Linked DNA regions of Mus musculus: all the other regions are linked to region 2. A link is a contact called in public promoter capture Hi-C data. All regions are on one chromosome and are shown on one strand. The core of a region is the stretch at or near the end of the contact, and the rest is flanking DNA. Distances in the headings are between cores, read along the strand shown.

Evidence for each region. Promoter capture Hi-C pulls out the DNA fragments that hold promoters and counts their contacts.
Region 1: a promoter capture Hi-C map of hippocampal neurons shows a contact between it and region 2, with 4 times the contacts expected there. A contact is called at or near these places in 1 of 39 promoter capture datasets (hippocampal neurons), 1 of 484 Hi-C or Micro-C datasets (embryonic stem cells) and 3 of 130 datasets of targeted methods (embryonic stem cells, fetal liver and large pre-B cells).
Region 3: a promoter capture Hi-C map of the SN4741 cell line shows a contact between it and region 2, with 4 times the contacts expected there. A contact is called at or near these places in 2 of 39 promoter capture datasets (the SN4741 cell line and liver).
Region 4: a promoter capture Hi-C map of second pharyngeal arch cranial neural crest shows a contact between it and region 2. A contact is called at or near these places in 3 of 39 promoter capture datasets (cranial neural crest, liver and second pharyngeal arch cranial neural crest) and 1 of 130 datasets of targeted methods (bone marrow-derived macrophages).
Region 5: a contact with region 2 is called in a promoter capture Hi-C map of liver, with 4 times the contacts expected there. A contact is called at or near these places in 2 of 39 promoter capture datasets (both in liver).
Region 6: a promoter capture Hi-C map of second pharyngeal arch cranial neural crest shows a contact between it and region 2. A contact is called at or near these places in 1 of 39 promoter capture datasets (second pharyngeal arch cranial neural crest) and 1 of 130 datasets of targeted methods (pancreatic cancer cells).

What each region holds. Positions count from the first base shown.
Region 1 is chr19:4,394,518-4,397,301 of GRCm38.p6, reverse strand. It overlaps 9430078G10Rik (transcription initiation factor TFIID subunit 4), which reads right to left and starts at 1,418. Exons shown (of 3, transcript XM_030251152.1): 1 at 1,409-1,418; 2 at 1-972. The coding sequence starts at 1,418. Kdm2a (lysine (K)-specific demethylase 2A) reads left to right here and starts at 225. Exons shown (of 21, transcript NM_001001984.2): 1 at 225-991; 2 at 2,410-2,510. The coding sequence starts at 2,469.
Region 2 is chr19:4,941,798-4,944,579 of GRCm38.p6, reverse strand. Peli3 (pellino 3) reads left to right here and starts at 1,488. Exons shown (of 7, transcript NM_172835.3): 1 at 1,488-1,642; 2 at 2,668-2,782. The coding sequence starts at 2,669.
Region 3 is chr19:5,662,326-5,665,025 of GRCm38.p6, reverse strand. It overlaps Sipa1 (signal-induced proliferation associated gene 1), which reads left to right and starts at 1,319. Exons shown (of 17, transcript NM_001164480.1): 1 at 1,319-1,422. It overlaps Pcnx3 (pecanex homolog 3), which reads left to right. Exons shown (of 35, transcript NM_144868.3): 35 at 1-391.
Region 4 is chr19:4,162,102-4,164,801 of GRCm38.p6, reverse strand. It overlaps Rps6kb2 (ribosomal protein S6 kinase, polypeptide 2), which reads left to right and starts at 1,419. Exons shown (of 15, transcript NM_021485.3): 1 at 1,419-1,634; 2 at 1,940-1,980; 3 at 2,079-2,199; 4 at 2,474-2,542. The coding sequence starts at 1,557. Carns1 (carnosine synthase 1) reads left to right here. Exons shown (of 10, transcript NM_134148.2): 10 at 1-478.
Region 5 is chr19:5,566,626-5,569,325 of GRCm38.p6, reverse strand. It overlaps Ap5b1 (adaptor-related protein complex 5, beta 1 subunit), which reads right to left and starts at 1,302. Exons shown (of 3, transcript NM_001362046.1): 1 at 1,243-1,302; 2 at 719-886; 3 at 1-622. The coding sequence starts at 868.
Region 6 is chr19:4,124,620-4,127,319 of GRCm38.p6, reverse strand. It overlaps Tmem134 (transmembrane protein 134), which reads right to left and starts at 1,360. Exons shown (of 8, transcript NM_001078649.1): 1 at 1,280-1,360; 2 at 1,120-1,278; 3 at 199-263. The coding sequence starts at 1,294. It also overlaps a transcript of Aip not described here.

The sequences.
Region 1 (2,784 bases), core at 169-2,668, 550 kb after region 2:
CGAGGCCGACGCAATCGGCGCGTGCGCGCTCCGGCGGTGTGTCCGTGGTAGAGGGGGCGGGGTGGGGTGGGGGGAGTGACGCGTGCGCGTTCACGTGTGTCCCGGAGAGCGGTAAGACGCGCAGGGAGGCTCGAAAGAGGTGGGGGTGGAGAGGCGACGGGAGGGAGGGGGTGGTGGTGAAGAGAGGGCGCCTGCGCAGTGAGGCCGGAGGAGCTGTGTGTATGTGAGAATCTGACGGGTTCAAAATGGCGGCGGCTGCTTCAGCGGATCCTCCTGTGTGAGGGAAACAACACCCCTCCCCGGCAGCGGCGGCGGCGGCGGCGGCGGGCCGCAGAGCACCTTTCCAGTTCCCGGGCCCGTCGCGGTTGTTTCCCTCCCGGGCAGTGGGCTCTTCGCGTGGAAGGGCAACGTCAGGGGGCCCATCCCCCGGAGTCCCTCCTCTGCTACTGGGGAGTAGCTGGGGGTGTACGGGGGATCGTCCCGCAGCGCGGAGCCCCGGCTCAGGGGACGACGCAAAGGCAGCCGAAGGCCCCCGGTCAGGGCGCTTCGCTGCTCCCGCCCTCTCCGCCCCCCGGGGCCGGGGCCCGCGTTCCGGGGGGCCGGGCGGCGCGGGGAGCGTCGGCCGGGCGGGTCTCAGCTGATCGGCCGCGGTTCCTGGGCTTCGGTAGCGGCTGTGGCCGGCTGAGGGTACCGAGAGGAGGGTGTTTCCCGCGGCCCGGTTGACCCGGGTCTCGGGCTGGGGCTGCTGACCGCCAGCTTGGGGGAGTAGCCGAGTGGTCTTGCTTCCCTGACGCCTCGGACGCGGAGTCTGTAAAAGCCAGAAGAGGAGGTTTGATTCAGTAACTGTTTCCTCTTTTCCGGGTCGCTCTGACCCTTCTCTGGATACTGGGTTAATACACAGAAATACCGAAGACGACGTTTGGGATTTTATTTTGTCTGTGTTTGGAATTTTACTTCTCTCTTGGACAAGAACTCAAGAACAAAATCCTCGGTGAGATTTCCCCTCCCCCCTCCCCCGCCCTGGGAAGTTTGGTTCCCGGTCTTATCTAAAGACTTAATGTAAAGTTTTTATTTCTTTGCAAGGGGTGAGCCACAGAACGCCTTTTCCCTAGGGGAGCAGTCGAGGTTTACCGCTTTGCTGTCCGGCCCTGGGGTGCAGACTGTGTCCCTCGCGACCGAGGCCGAGGAGGGCAGTGCCACGAACTGCTCTCGCAAACTATGTCATCGGGTCCTCTGAAAGGATTTTGTTAACGTGGCCGTATTATATTTACAAGAGAGAAAAAAAACATTTGTATATCCAATTAGAAGCCATTATTCTGGAGAAAGATATTTAGAAAAACGAAAACCCTTGCTTGGTGTTGTGGATTGATTGACGTGCCAACCGGCCTTTATTTAATGGATGTTTCACCCGTATCCATATATCGAGACGTTTCATTTATTATTTACTCATCTAGATTAGATGGTATTTTTGCCTCCGTTTGCAACTCTCAAATTTGTTCTGTAGTTGTCCACCTTGAGGTGGATGGTAGTTTGGGGAAGGCAGTTCCTTACTAGAAGGATATGGGACATTGGTTTGAAGTCTTTCTGTAAAACCAAATTTTTCTTGCCCTCTTTTTTTTTTTTTTTAATGAAAGTAACCTCCCCGTTTTGCTTATAATTTGTTATTACCTGTTTGAGAACTCACTGGTTTAGGGTCTGGCTTAGTTTTGTGTGTACTTCACCTTCACCTGGCCATTCAGCACTTTAGAAATAAAAGTCCTTCCTGGGTTTGGTGCTGCACACCTTTGCCAGCACTGGGCAAGCAGAGGCAGTCGGGTCTCTTGTAAGTTGGAGGCAAGCCTGGTTGGTCTATGTTGTAGTTCCAAGACCACCAGGGCTATGTAGAGAGATCCTGTCTCAAAACAACAAAACTTAAACACACACACACACCAGCAAACATACAGAAGAAGAGAAGTAAAAGTCCTGAGCCTTTTCACCTGCATTATATCTGTGTAAGGGTCCCTTAGAACTGGAATCAGACAGTGACCTGCCATGTGGTTGTTGAGAATTGAACTCGGATCCTCTTGAAAAGCAGCAGTGCTGTTAAGCACTGAGCCATGTCTCCAGTCCCCTCTATCTATCTATCTCTTTATCTATCTATTGCTAATGTTAGCAGGAAGAATTTTGCTAGTTGCAATCCCATGAGCAGAAACAAATGATGTGGCTGGTCCTAAGGAACTGAAACCAAAGTCTCCTTTTGCTTAGGTCTTATTTTATAGTTGTGATGTGATTAATATTGACAAGACATGGCACCATTTGCCCAAGAGGATAAAGGATTCTCAGAGTCTTTAACTTAATGAGAAGGGGAGGTATAAGTTCCATAATGAGTTCTTATTTCTCTTCATTTCCTTTGTAAATTTGGATCCTTAGGAAGAGGAAGGCATCCCTGGAGTGGTTTCTTTACTGTACTTCCATCAGAAGAGTGAGAGATGGAACCTGAAGAAGAAAGGATTCGGTACAGCCAGAGATTGGTTAGTATTTTCAATTCCCTCCTTTTGGAAAAAATTATTTTAGATGGCTTTTCTGTGTACCAGAGGAGGGGTGAAAATATATTGATATCTCACTTGGTTTTTTTTTTGGTTTTGTTTTTTGGGGTGTTTTTTTTTTTTTTTTTTTGGTCAGGTAGTTAGAACCTTAATTTATAGTGTTTGGCAGTGGAGTTAAAGTCTTAAGTTTTAGAGAAATCATTGCAGTTCTGAAAATCAAAGGATTTTGTGGATTGTAATGAGACAAAGATTCCTAACT
Region 2 (2,782 bases), core at 239-2,738:
CAGCAAGCTCTTCTTGGCATCTGCAATAGTGTCTGGGTTTGGTAGTTGCACAACTGAGTCCATCTCTAGTTCATGGCAGCTTTCAAAGTCAGGAGTTCATCAGGTTTGGCGGCCCTTGCTTTTAACTCCAGCTTTTTGGAGGCTAGTCTGATGATGTACATGGTGAGCTCCAGGCCATTCAGGGGTATACAGTGAGACTCTCAAAACTAACAAACAAGCAAACAAAGTAAGGGGACTAGAGATGGCTCAGTGGCTAAGTGCAATGGCTGCTTGCTCTTTCAGAGAGCCTGGGTTTTTATTATTATTATTATTATTATTATTATTATTATTATTATTAGACAGGGTTTCTCTGTATAGTCCTGGCTGTCCTGTAACTCACTCTGTAGACCAGGCTGGCCTTGAACTCAGAAATCCGCCTGCCTCTGCCTCCCAAGTGCTGGGATTAAAGGCTTGCGCCACCACTGCCCAGCTCTGGGTTTGATACTTAGCACTGGCATGGTGGCTCACAACTGTTTGTAACTCCAGTCCCAGAGAATTCGAGTTTCTGGCCTCTGTTGGCACCAGGTAGGCATACAAGTGGTGCACAACCATACACGGAAGCAAAATACTCATATACATGAAAATAGATTTAATATAAAAAAAATAATGAGTCGTTCAAGGGCTGGAGATGTTGGTAAGTGGTAAAGTGTTTATCAAGGTGTATGAAGCCATGGGCCAGATCCTCTCTTGGTTCCTTTGTAGCAAGCCATTTCTGTAAATCTGTTTTGTGGCATCGGGGACAGGGGTGACAGGCCACAATTATCGTACCCGCCTTCCAAGGATTACAGGACTTAATTTGCCCAAATTCAACCCAGAGAGCCTGGTACTGACAGAAGAAAGCCTGTGGCCCTGAGGGACCGAGCACCCCAAAGTGGGCTTTCCTTTGAGGCTTTGCAAAGGATAGAAGCATGCTGTTGGGAGGGGAGGTCAGTGATTCATGTCTCTGGACACCAAGGAGGCCAGAGCTCACTGATTGTTGCACAGAGAGAAAGTGGTCGCGCTGAACTGAAAGACAGATCTGCACTCGAGACAACCGCAGTGGCTTTCCTCAGCCTCCACGGGTGATGCACCTTCCTCCGCCTCTTCTAGTAGTTTCCTTCCCTCTGTTTGCTCTGGGCTTCTCTGTAATTCCGAGATTTCCCCATAAAGGAGGCGGGGTCTTGGAGCAGCGGGTGGGCAGTCGCTAGTCTTAGGTTGGGAAAAGGAGCCTCTAGATTACTGTGTGAAAGGAGGCTCCGGTCTCGGGGAGAACCTAGAAGACCCCAGAATGAGGGTGAGGTGTCCGGAGCCTGGAATAAGAGAGGGGTCTTGTAGACAACCTCTTTGGCTTCCCAGACTACAGCCAGGCTTAAGCCGCAGGAGGCGGAGCCTCGGGGTAAGGTGGGGCCTCTAGGGGCGGAGCCGGGGCGGGGCGTGGGGCAAGGGGTGGGGCGTGGAGGTTTGTGTGCACATCCCTCCCTCCTCCGGGCCTCGGGTGTCCCCGTGACGAGGCTGCACCGAGCAGCCGCGGGCCGGGCCCATCCCGCCGCGGCAGTCCCGGGGCGCAGTAGAGGTGAGGCGGGTGGGGGCCAGCAGCACACAGAGAGCCCCAGAACGCCGCCAGGTGAGGCTGGCGAGGTGGGGGGCGGGGGGCTGTGTTGGGCGTGCGTTGGGGGCGTGTTTGAGTATCTGGGGGTGGCGGGGTTAAGAGAGCGGGTCTGAGGGCTGGCGCCTGTGGCTGTTAGCGCGGAGGCGCGTCTCTGCCGTAGGAGTTCTTGGGTATGCTGTGCCAGTCTAGGCACTGCCCGCGGGACTGACAGCGTGCGCGCGCGTATTTGTGAGGGGCCGCCTGGTGTGTATCTGCGTATGCTGTCATTGTGCCCTTCCCGAGCACGGGGTGCAGGCCTGCCTCTGCGCAGACCTTCCAACGTTGGGGCTGTTAACAGCCTGCGGGCGACTGACTCTGCTGCAGGAGGTGCCCGACTGGGGAGCGCCGCCCCCACAGGCCTCCAGAGACCTAAGCGGCCTGAGGACCACAGACAGACACCTGAGGGAGGGAGGGATCTGGAGGCCTGCCTGCATTGCCAGGCTAAGATAGGGAGACTGAGTCAGGTGGGTGGTAAGACAAAGGCAGACAGATAGAGGAAGGATAGAAGTAGGGACCGGAGTGGGGCGAGAACAGGCAGAAAAGGACGTGCTGGGAGGACAGAGAGTCATTGAGAACAGACAGACTGACAGAGGCCTAGACCTGCTGCAAAAAGGGCAATAAGATTAGAATGAAGACAGACACCCAAGAACCTGACAGAGAGCTTAACTGAGGTCTTGGGGTTAAGAGCTTAAGCCAGGAATTAAGTCTGAGTCTAGAGGTCTCTTAAGTCCTGGCTGCCCCTCTGCCAAACACATTCCATCCAAAGTTGGTATATTGCTCTAACCGACCAAACACTCTGACTCTGATTTTGCCATTTGTTTCTTGGTCTTGTCTCACCAGTCTCCCTCCTTGGTATCCCAGCAACCTCACCATTTGGGGGAAAGGAAGTAGTTATAATAACAAGTGTTGACGGACCATTCTTGCCTTGTGTCTAGCCAGAGCCTGAGAGGAGCTGGGGTGGGAAGTTGCAAGGTTCTTTTCTCTTCTCCCACTGTGCTCAGAATGGTGCTGGAAGGAAACCCTGACGTGGGATCCCCCCGGACCTCAGACCTCCAGCACCCGGGGAGCCAGGGCTCTTGCATCCTGTCTTGTCCTGGTGAAGAAGCACTGGCAGGC
Region 3 (2,700 bases), core at 70-2,569, 720 kb before region 2:
CATCCCGGGACTCAGTAACTCGGACTCTGCTGGACTACAGAACTGATTGGCTTTGGCTCTGGTGTCTGCACCCTGATATCTGGCTACTTCAGTGTCACAACTCAGTGACCTAGACTTCTCTCCCTGATCCGTGGCCTGGATCCCAAACTGAGGCAGCAGCCTCCTAGCCAGGCCCTAAGAGCCAAACCCATGGGCTGGTCCCTCATTGGAGCCCATGGCCAGGACTGACTTTGCCTCTGGGGCCTGCACTGCCCCCAAGGCTGGCCTCCTTAGCCTGGACCTGGGGCCCGATATGTGGCAAGGGTGGGTTCATTCGTTCTTTTGTCATTTTTCTTTCTTTTTTTTTCTGTGCTTCAGAGACACCAAATTAATAACACTATTTTTGATTTTGGTTGGCAGTTTTATTTTCTGTGGGACGAGGTGAGGTTGGTAGAGGTGCCGGAGGCAGGGAGGCTGAAGTCAGAAGAGTGTGAGGGATAAGGGGTCAGACTGCTGGGCTCCAGGCAGACATGAGGTGGGATGGGCTGCCTTCCTCACCTGCCTCTGCCTTTCTTTTTTTTTTTTTTTTTTTAATGGTTTAAGAGCTTTATTATAGAAATGCAGGGGGGAAGAGAAAAGGTAGAGAGAGAGAGTGTGTGGGGACGGGGAAGGCTAGAGAAGAAGAAAGAGAAAGGAGAGAAAAGACAAAGGGAAGAGGAGAAAGAAGTGAGAGGATAAAGGAGAGAGCTGAGCCTCTGCTTTTCAAGCAGTCCTCTATGCCCAGGTGGCTCACACATCCATCAGCCTTGATCTTGATCAAAGACTGCTCAACCTCATTTGTTCCAAGCTTAAAGAAAATAACAGGTGAATAGAAAGGATTCTATTTCGTTTTTGAGACAGGGGCTTACTATGTACTCCCTATGTACATCAGGCTGGCCTTGACCTCAGATCCACCTGCCTCTGCCTTCAGAGTGCTGGATTTAATGGTGTTCGCCATTGCATAAATGGTAGCCTGTGTAGATCAGTTATCTAGCTTGGCCCAGCCCTTAAAGAGTGAAATAGTTTCTGGCCCTAATACCTGCTGTCTGCTGAGCCACAGCAGGACACTAAGTGGCCTCTAGCGCTCCAATTGGTCTGGAAGGCAGGTACATTTGTTCCCATTTCTCGGTGAAGTCACTGACTGGGCTAGGACCGGGAGTTAAAAGAGCAGCTGAAGGCTGGGACAGAGAACTTCAGGCTGTCCGGGGCTGCCTAGGTTCCTGTCGGAGGTCCCCACCCACTGTGCTTCCCGCCTTAGACAGCTCCCGGGTAGTCCCGCCCCTCCACTACGTACCGCCTCCATCCTGGCCCCGCCCCCAGGCGGAGCGGAGGCGCCGGGAGCGGTGTGAGCAGGCAGCGGGACCTTGGTGCGGAAGGCAGCGGTGGCCAGCTTGAGCCCGAGAGGTACTGGCGGGATCAGGGATCGGGAGGCACCAGGTTCGGGCTGGATACCCAACAAAGTAGCCTGGACGTGAACCCTTGTAGTGTGGGGAGGAACGGGACTATTGGCTGCTTTCGCTACACGTACCCCACCCAACCTCCTGCCCCAGTCCAGCCCCGAGTCAGCACGTCCAGTGTTCTGTCTCCTGCTGGCAGCTCCCACTCCCTCCTCTGCATGAGCAGATTCAGAGCTCCACTGAGTGGATTCATTGGTTCTGGACTTTTCTCAGCAATGCTGGCAGCTGCTCCTGCTGCTGAGTGTGTGGGGCTCCCCCTATTCTGGGGCTCCCCTTTTCCCAGTGTGACCTCTTTCCCAGCCTTTGCAATCCTGAGTCTGGCCTGGGAGGAAACATCTGCAGCACTCCCTGGCAACAGAAATAGGGTCACGACCTCCAGATGTGCTGGGAAGCATCCAGCGCCTCCTCCTGGGGCAGCCAGGCCTTCCGGATCTGTGGGGGCGGGGCACCCCCCTTTTCCCCCCTCAGTGACACAGGCTGCAAGGAATGTCCTGGCCTCAATGGACCTTGTGTGAAGATGAGGGGTGGGGGGCAGAGCCCAAGTACACCCCTTAAGGCAGGGCCAGAACAAGAGGGAGCTCCTGGACTGGGCTGCACACATTCCCAGGGCTCCTCCCGGCACTGCGGCCTCAGTCTGTGCCCACAGCTTGGTCTATGGACCTGGGGCCTGCACAGTTCACACACGGACATAGTTGGCTTCACCTTTCAGTTTCCAAGGAGTCTTCAAAGAACTCATGAAGTGCAGCATCAGAGCTTATCCTAGAAGACAGACAGACAGACAGGAAGACCCTGAGGAGGTCTGCTCTTGTTTGGTTCTGGAGACCCAGCTGAGGGGCACCGTGGAGCTGCTCCCTGTCCCCTCCCAGCCTGGCCCCCTTGATGCCACTGGATGATGCAAAAAAAAGTACTAATGGAGGCCTGCCCCTGCCCCAGCTGTTGGCTCCATTCCTAGCTCACGCCGAGGTAGGCTCGGCCTTCTCACACCTTTTGCACCTGCCTAGTGTAGCTTCACCACATTTCCGCACTTAGTAGGTCCCTGGGGCCTTGGGTGTTTCAGCCTTACATCCTGTGAGACCTTGAGCCTCTCCCGTCTCCCCTCACAAGGCTGCCTTACTCCTACGCACACGGGCAGAGTAGGCAGGTGCAGCTCTGACAAGTCCAGAAGCAGCAGTTCTCAACCTGTGTGCTGGGACCCCTTTGAGGGTCGAGCAGTCCTTTCACAGGG
Region 4 (2,700 bases), core at 170-2,669, 780 kb after region 2:
TGAGCAGTAGAAGCAAATGTCTGTGCTCAGCACTAGGAGTAAACATTTCCCTTCATGCTTTCAGGCAGACCCTAGTGCCCCTATGTTACAGATGAGGAAGCAGGCTCAGAGAGAGAAAAAAAAAAAAAGACTGCCTCCAAGTTCCTATTATAGTGGATGTAGACAGAATGCCAAGGCCAACCTTCTCTGTTTACTGTTTTAAACGCTCAGTTAGCCTCCAGGTCCTCTCTCCTTTCTATCTTCATTTATAGGCAGCACTCAGACTCCTAAACACCTGCCTCCCATACACCACACACGATCTCTACCAGCTTTGTTGCTTTGGCCTCTGGCATTCCTAGCTAGCTTGGCCCTGGGACTTCTGTGTACACCTTTCCTCATTTTAGGGAGCTAGCTACTCTGAAAACACCTGTCTTTGCTCAGGAGCCGAGGACAGCTCCTGAAACCTGCCTACCTAAATAAAGACTTGTTAACTAGTGAAGTATCCGGAGTCCAGTGTTTTAGCTAGTGCTCCCCTCCCAGGTTCAGTAGGTGGGGAGCTGGGAAGTGGGAGGGAGAGGTAGAAAGCACCCCATTGGCTGGGCCCCAGGGTTGACCTTTGCTACGGGCTTACCTTATATCTACATGTATGTTTGAGATTTTTTTTTCTTGAATTATAATCCTAAATCATATTCAGGCAGTAATCCCTCTGCAGACCTGGATACCCCTAAATTTTGTTCATCTGAGTTCATATCCTATACCTCAGTGGGCATCCCGTGTGCAATGGAAAAGCTATCCAGACAGACTCCAATAGAAATGGACAGGCTTCGTTTGGGATCGAACCCCAGCAGTCACTTGCCATTTGTATGGCAAGTGATTTTACCCGCTGAACCATCTCGCCAGTTCTCATCCATCCTTTCAACTATATTCTATTAAAATATCTATTCTGAACTAGGCAGCTCAAATACTCGGTATGCATACATTAGCAAAAGTCCATATTTAGGTGTGTTGAGCCCTTCAGAAAGGGAGCCTTGAAACAAAGCCCAGGCAGTCGCCCAGAAAATGTCAGACCTGCAGGGTCTGTGAGCTTCAGGGAGGTTGTATGGAGTGTCCCTAATACAGCTTACTGTCCCCTAATACAACCGAACAGACACAAGTTTTCTTTCTGGGCAGCTCACAGCACTAAGAAGGGCTGAGGAGTTGCCACTTAAACGTTCATGCATCTGTAATTCTGCCCATTAAATCTTGAACTTGCTCCAGAGTCAAAATGGGAGCCTCTGTGCGCGCGGCTCGGGGCGAGAGCTGGCCCAGGAGAAACCGACAAGGAAGATGGTCTAGTAAAGCCTATTCTATTCATAAGGCTTGCAGGATGGGAGGTCCAGATGTCTGGAACTACGACTCCCGAGAGGCTTTCCGACAGGCGCCATCTTTTCTTCCCACTCGACTTGAGAGTGGGTGAAGCTATTGCGTCAACAGAGCGAGCGGCTGCTGTCGCGGAGAAATGACGTAGGCACAGCCCGGTGCTGTCAGTCAGAGTTCTGCCTGGTCCGGGCCAAGGGTCCCGCGGGACCGGCGGGGCCATGGCGGCCGTATTTGATTTAGACTTGGAGACCGAGGAAGGGAGCGAGGGCGAGGGCGAACCGGAGTTCAGCCCTGCGGTGAGTGTTTCTCTCCGGGCGCGACTGGACCCGGGAGCCCGGCTGGTTAACCAAAACCCTGGCGCTCCCAACTCTGAGTGGTTTGTGACCCCTACAAACCCAGATCCAGCCCCAACCCCAACCCCAGCCCCAGCCCCTGGACCCAATCTTTCCTTTTCTATCCTTGGTCTCTCCTTCCCAACCTTTCCCCATCCCTGCTCCTGTCTTCTATCCTTGGTCCTCTCCCCTGGGCCAAGCAGTTGAGCCTAGGTTGGGAGGAGGTATTCTGGCACCTCCCATGGTTCTTATTACTTGGTTTCTCACAGGACGTGTGTCCCCTTGGCGAATTAAGGGCTGCTGGCCTGGAGTGAGTGAGGGTCTTGCTTGGGGGGTGGGGGTATGGAGTAGGGGTCGGGACTTGGAGTACACTAGAGCCTTTCCCTCATTAACTTATTCTGTCTTTAGGACAGTGGGACACTATGAAGAAGTAGAGCTGACAGAGAGCAGCGTGAACCTGGGTCCTGAGCGCATCGGGCCCCACTGCTTTGAGCTACTGAGTGTACTGGGCAAGGGGGGCTATGGCAAGGTACTAACATCCCTCTCTCCCTGGCGACCTCAGCTCTAGCCTGAGACAGCATACTATCCTTCACACCCAATAGGCTTGTAAATGTACGGAGTCTCTGATGGAATTCAGAGCTGGAGACCTGGGGGAAGGAAGGGCATATCCTTTCAAAATCTGATGGAGATCTTTACTGTTCCACCCTTAAGCTGAGTTTAGACCTTTTGGTCCCTTTAGGGTGGGGCAACCTTGAAGGTGGGGTGTGGTCAGAGAAGTTAATCCTGTCTCCCCTGCCCTACAGGTGTTCCAGGTGAGAAAAGTGCAAGGCACCAACTTGGGAAAAATATATGCCATGAAGGTCTTAAGGAAGGTGAGTCACTCGCTTAGCCAGCAGAGACAGAGTAGCTGCCATCCCCATCAGCCTGTGCCAGGTCTCGGGAAGACAGCCGGAAACATGATAAAGACAGTCCTTATCTTGACACTTGCTGACTTAGCATCTATTGTCATACATACGATTTTGGAGTAATT
Region 5 (2,700 bases), core at 53-2,552, 620 kb before region 2:
TGGGCTCTAGAACCGGAAAGCCACGCTCCTCCTCCCCAGCTGTGGGCCAGCTGGGCCCCTGGGGCTTAAGATGGGCATCCCATTCCTCAGCCAGGGTCCAGTCCCAGGGACAACTCCCAGTGGAGAAGTCCTCAGCCACCAGCAGGCCTTGCAGGCCAGCCCCAGACCTGGACTGTACCACCAAGGTGTCGTGTAGAACAAGGGCCAGAAGCAGGCTGACAGGCTGGATGGGACCTGTTTGCCCTGGGAGGCTCCGCAGCATCCCCAGGGCGCCGGCCAGCAGCCCAGGCTTACAGCGCTCAAGTTCTCCAAGGCATTCACAGGCTGTGGCCTGTAGATGGCGCTGTTCTGAAGGGGTTCCAAAGCTTCGTCCCAAGTCTCGGCCTGAAGCTAAGCCAAGAAGTAAGGGCAGAAGCCGGCAGGAAGCTCCCGAAGTGGGTCCGAGAGCATCTCCTGACACCAGGGCTGTAGTGGCTGCCAACAACAGGAGCCTCCGGAGAGCTGAAGGTCTTGTGGGCAGGAGGACAAGCGTGTCCAACAGGGAAGTGGCAGCAGCCTCCGCGGCAGGTGCATCAGGCCAAAGTTTATCAGAGTACTCCAAGCTCAGTGTCAGTAAGGAAACCTGAGATGGGGGATTTAAGAGGAACTCGTTGAGTTCAGCATGCGGTAGTATGAAGCAACCATATGGACCACGGCAGGGCACACGGGCAGGACCTACCTTGGTCTGCTCGCTTAGCTTTTCACTCCTTAGGTCACTCAACAGGTCGCGACCCAAATCCTCACCTTCGGCACCTGCCAGAAAGGCGGATGGGCTGGCTCGGAAGGCCCCCAGGCGCTGGGCCCAGGCTTCTCGACCTAGGGGCCCCATGGTCAGTCATCCACTTCTCTGTAAAGGGAAGAGAGCATCAGACACCGAGGCGAGGACGACGCGCAGGCCTTTACGGCCACTAGAGGGCGCCCAGGTCCTCCACCTTCCCGAGGGGCTGCTGTTACCCTAGGGCCGTCTTGCAGACCCCTCCCCGCCCCCCAATGCCTAGGTCCCGAGATGAACTCTGGAGGCTTCGGAGATAATGCCGGAAGCAACAGCCCGGGCCCCTGCAGGATAGGACCCGCAGGATCGGGGTGGGGGTGCCCAGAAGGTGCGTGCGGAGAGCTCATTAAGCCTCCCGCCTACGAAGGGCATCGAAACCACAGCGTCGCTCGCGCCCCTGGCGCCCGTGGTAACGGGTCGGCCTCTCTCACCGCTTGAGTCAGCTGCCGCGGGCGCTCGGTCGGCTCCTTCCGGGCTGGCAGGCTGGCGGCGCGGGCCGGGGCGGGGCGCGGCGCTCGGCGCGTGGGCGGCCGGGACGGGGCGAGCCCGGGGGCGGGGCGTAACGGAGCCTCCGCCTGCCACGCCCGCCAGGCCGGCAGGTGCCGACTCGCCGGTTTCGCCAGGTCTGAGTAACTGTCTCGCCGTGCAGGCCCCCTGCCCCGAAACTGCCGCAGGCACGGGCAGGGGCGGGGTTTGGTGGGCCGGGCTCCCGGTCCGCTCCCCGATGGAACTGCGTTCCCAGGCCCTGGAGCAGAACAGCGGCTTGGGCAGATCGGGAAGGCGGCCAGCGCGTCCCCCAGTCCTCCCGCCCGGGCCCGGTGACTGCGCGCTTGGCCCGGCTGCTTGAATGCGGGTCTTCGGGCGGCCGCTGGGTGGCGCGCGAGGCGCAGTCCCAGGGCAGAGCAGGAAGAGCAAGGCGTGGGTCACTGCGGGACCGGTCGAACCGGCGCCGCAGGGCTTGGCTTGGCGTCCTCAACGCTGACCTGGCGTCGGGGGTGCTGGGGGGGACCACCTCGCTCTGCTTGGAGGCGAGGACCCGGGGCCAGGGTCGCAGCCGGATGGTAGCTGCTGACCTTTGCCCGAAGTCGCACGGATTGCCTACAGGGGTCGGGCGCGCTAGAGTAGAGCGAGCAGGGCGGGACCTTAAGACGCAGCGAAGCCGAAACACAACGGGATCCTGACTCTAGGTGTGCGTGTTGGCGGGGCCTGGAGGGTCACTCAGCTCGTAACACACCTAATATGAACCGAGAAACCAAGGCTTGAGAAGACAACGGCCGGGCTGCCAGACTTCTGGCCAAGTAGTACACACGCTACCTACTAGAGTCCAGAGGACTGTATCTGGGCTTGTTGGCGAGTCCCAGGCTGTGGGTGCTCACTGGCCCGCTAGTTTCAGGGGCTCAGACCTTCTGTCGTCCAAATCTCATACTCACCGTCCTATAAAGCCTCCTGCTAGCCACTTTGAAGATGAAACACCTGAGCCCCCATTGCTAGCCTCTGGCTATTTCTTTGTCTTTGTCCCTTTGGGTGGCCCAAGTTCCTTCCTAGCCCCTTATCCTGACCTGGCTGCAGATGAGAGTGGTGAGGTAGGGTCCTAAAAAGAAGACTGCCTGGGCCCCCAGAACAAGGGTAGAAGAAGAGAGAATGGAGACATGGGGGCGTTGGGGGAGGCACGGGGAGCTAGAAGACCTGGTCTCTGCTCTTCTGGGCTCTGGCTCCACAGCTGACTCACAGGCGACAGCTCTAAACCACTTCCCTCTAGGTGCCTCAGTTTCCCCATCTATAAATTGGGAGTGATGACTCCTGTTTAAGAAGCTTTGGGGTGGGGCGCCCGGCTAATTAGGCCCAAGATGAAAGAGGCCAGGGTGAGAGCAGCCCTGGGCTGGGAAGGC
Region 6 (2,700 bases), core at 111-2,610, 820 kb after region 2:
CTGGCATTGATAAGGTGGAGGACCGGGGCACTGGGGTAAGGTGACCCAGCTGGACAGCAGATCCCATGAGAGAAGCAGGGCTAGGAATCCCTGTAAGACAGGTAAGTGCATCTGGTTGGGACTGGGCAGGTCCTTGCAGACAGGAGCCTGAGACACGGGGCCTGGGATAAGAAGGGTGGGTCCCCACCTGGCCCTGACCTGGTGCTGACTCCCCCATCCGGCTCCGGAGAGGCCTGGGCTCCGTCCTCATCATTTTCCAGGTTCTGTTACAGGACATAAGGTTCAGATAAGCTTCAGGAATGGGCCTTTCCACTGCCCTCTGGGGGGAGGAGAAAGGCAGCCTGACAGCTTCTGCCTGGCACATCTGGCAGCTGCTCTCCTGCCTCTCCCTGCCCTCCCAGCGGAACCGGTTTGATGATTCAGAAACCAAAACCTGGGTAGGAAGTAGGTGGCTGTTGGGGGCTTCAGCACAGAATCCAGCAGGGGTGGGCTGCCAGCATGGATCCCAGGAGCAGGTGACCACTCAAATGAGGCTCTCAGGATTTTTCAGGGACCCAACATAGAGACTTTGGATTTGGTATAGCATAGCACAGGCCTCTGGGTCTTACGTCCTAAAGAACGATAGGGTTGGGGGAAGCTACCTGAGACAATGATTTATGGTGTGGTTTAGTATGAAGAGATGGGCAAACACATCATGTGTGGGGACCTCCACTTTTAGGGTGATTCTCAAAGCAGAGGGGATGCGGAGGCTCCATAGGTCACGTGATCTGGGGCTCAAGGGATGCTGTAAATATCGACAAGGTCTGGTTCAGATTGGAAGTACTCCCCAAACTCCTCGGAGTGATATTGGGGTGTCAGTCTTCAAGACAGGTGGGTTCTACACTGTTGCTAAGGCCTGGGTTCCTAGTCCGAGTTTCCGGCTCTCCACAGCTGCACTGGAACCGAACTCAGAGCTCAGAGGGCAAGGACATAAATCTGGATGAGCAGACACGTCTAGGGGACAATTTTCCGCTCCGCTGGGGTCTCTAGGCAGAGGCTCCGGAGTTAGAATTCTCCGGGGCCCGGCCTGGGGTTCCGCCCTATCCTGGACAAGAGGGTGAGACGAGCAGGGCCGTTCACCTGGTAGCGTAGCCGGGACTGCTTGTCTTCATCAGCCACCTCGAACCGAGCCCGGCGTTCGAAGTGCAGCGGCCCGAAGCGGGCGACCCCGCTGGACTCGGGCTCAGGCCCCGCGTCCTCCAGGGTCAGCTCGAAGGCATCATCGATGCTAAACTGGGGGCCGGGCGGCGCTCATGGCCCCCGCCGGCCTAGGCGCCCAGCGCCGCCGCCATTTGAGCCCGCCACGGCCCCGCCCACCAAACAGGGCCCGCCCTCACAGGGCCCGCCCCGTCTCCCTGGGAGCGAAGATCTGCCCTCTACAACCGCCCCGCCCTTGCCCGCTCCTCCTCTGCAGGCCTGAGCAGCAGAATGCAGAGTTGCTTCGGGATCGCGTCAGAGTCTCGCGGGTAGCGGGACTCGCGGCGCCCCCCAGAGGTTCCCTTGGTGAGCGACAGCCCCGGCTGTGACCAGGACCGATCTAAGCTTGTGCTTGTAAGGGAGGGGGGAGGGGAGGAGGGGGGACGGAGGGACGGGGTGTGTGTGGTGTGTGTGTGTGTGTGTGTGACGGGGTGTGTGTGGTGTGTGTGTGTGTGTGTGTGTGTGTGTGTGTGTGACGGGGTGTGTGTGGTGTGTGTGTGTGTGTGTGTGTGTGGTTGCTTTCTCTGCCCAGGGGTGTGAGGTGTGTGTGTGGTTGCGTGGTGTGTGTGTGTGTGTGTGTGTGTGTGTGTGTGGTTGCTTTCTCTGCCCAGGGGTGTGAGGTGTGTGTGTGGTTGCTTTCTCTGCCCAGCAGCTCAAACCTCATGAGGTAGCCTGGATTCCAGTCCGCACTCCAGTGCCATAGAAACTCTTGGACCTGTTCCTCCATCCTACTCACCACAGCTTCCAATGGAGGGGTGTCCTTGTCATTTTTCAGATGTGGACACTGAGGCTCAGAGCTTATATTGTTTTCTCCAATTCAGAATACATGGGGCAGCTAAAGTGATTAAAAAACAATCTTTCTAGCACTGAGTCTGCATTCCCTTCTATCTTTTTTTCTTTTTTTTTTTTGGTTTTCTTGGAAGAGGAGCTCCCTATTTAGCTCACTCTGGCCTTGAATTCCTGATCTTTTTGCCTTAGCTTTTATAGTACTGCTTTCTCTTCAGTGCTCAGGAGTGTTTGGAACTGAATAGATGTATAAATAATAGTAAATATCGGTGGCAGTTTGTCAAAGTGCTACGTCTGAAATTTGAACCCATATCTTTCTAGCTTACAAAGTGTTTGCCCTCCTCCACGTCCAACCGCCCTCACATTTTATGATCTCCCATAAAGAACTGAGTCAACCCAACTTCTCATTTTATGGTTAAAGAGGCTCCTCTCTAGTTGTGGTCATTCATTCCCCCCCCCCCATTCCCTCCATCCCCATCTTCCTCCCCTCCCCTTCTTCTCCCAAGACCTGGCCTCACTGAGTTTCAACCCAGCCTGGCTCTTACGTGGCATTGTCTTCTGTATGGATGTGTTTGCAGTGTACAAACATGGGCTCCTGTATCAAGTGCATTCTGTTGTTTACATTTTTCCATTTTTCCACTCAGTGCTAATGGTTTCCACATGCATCTTGTTTGCTGT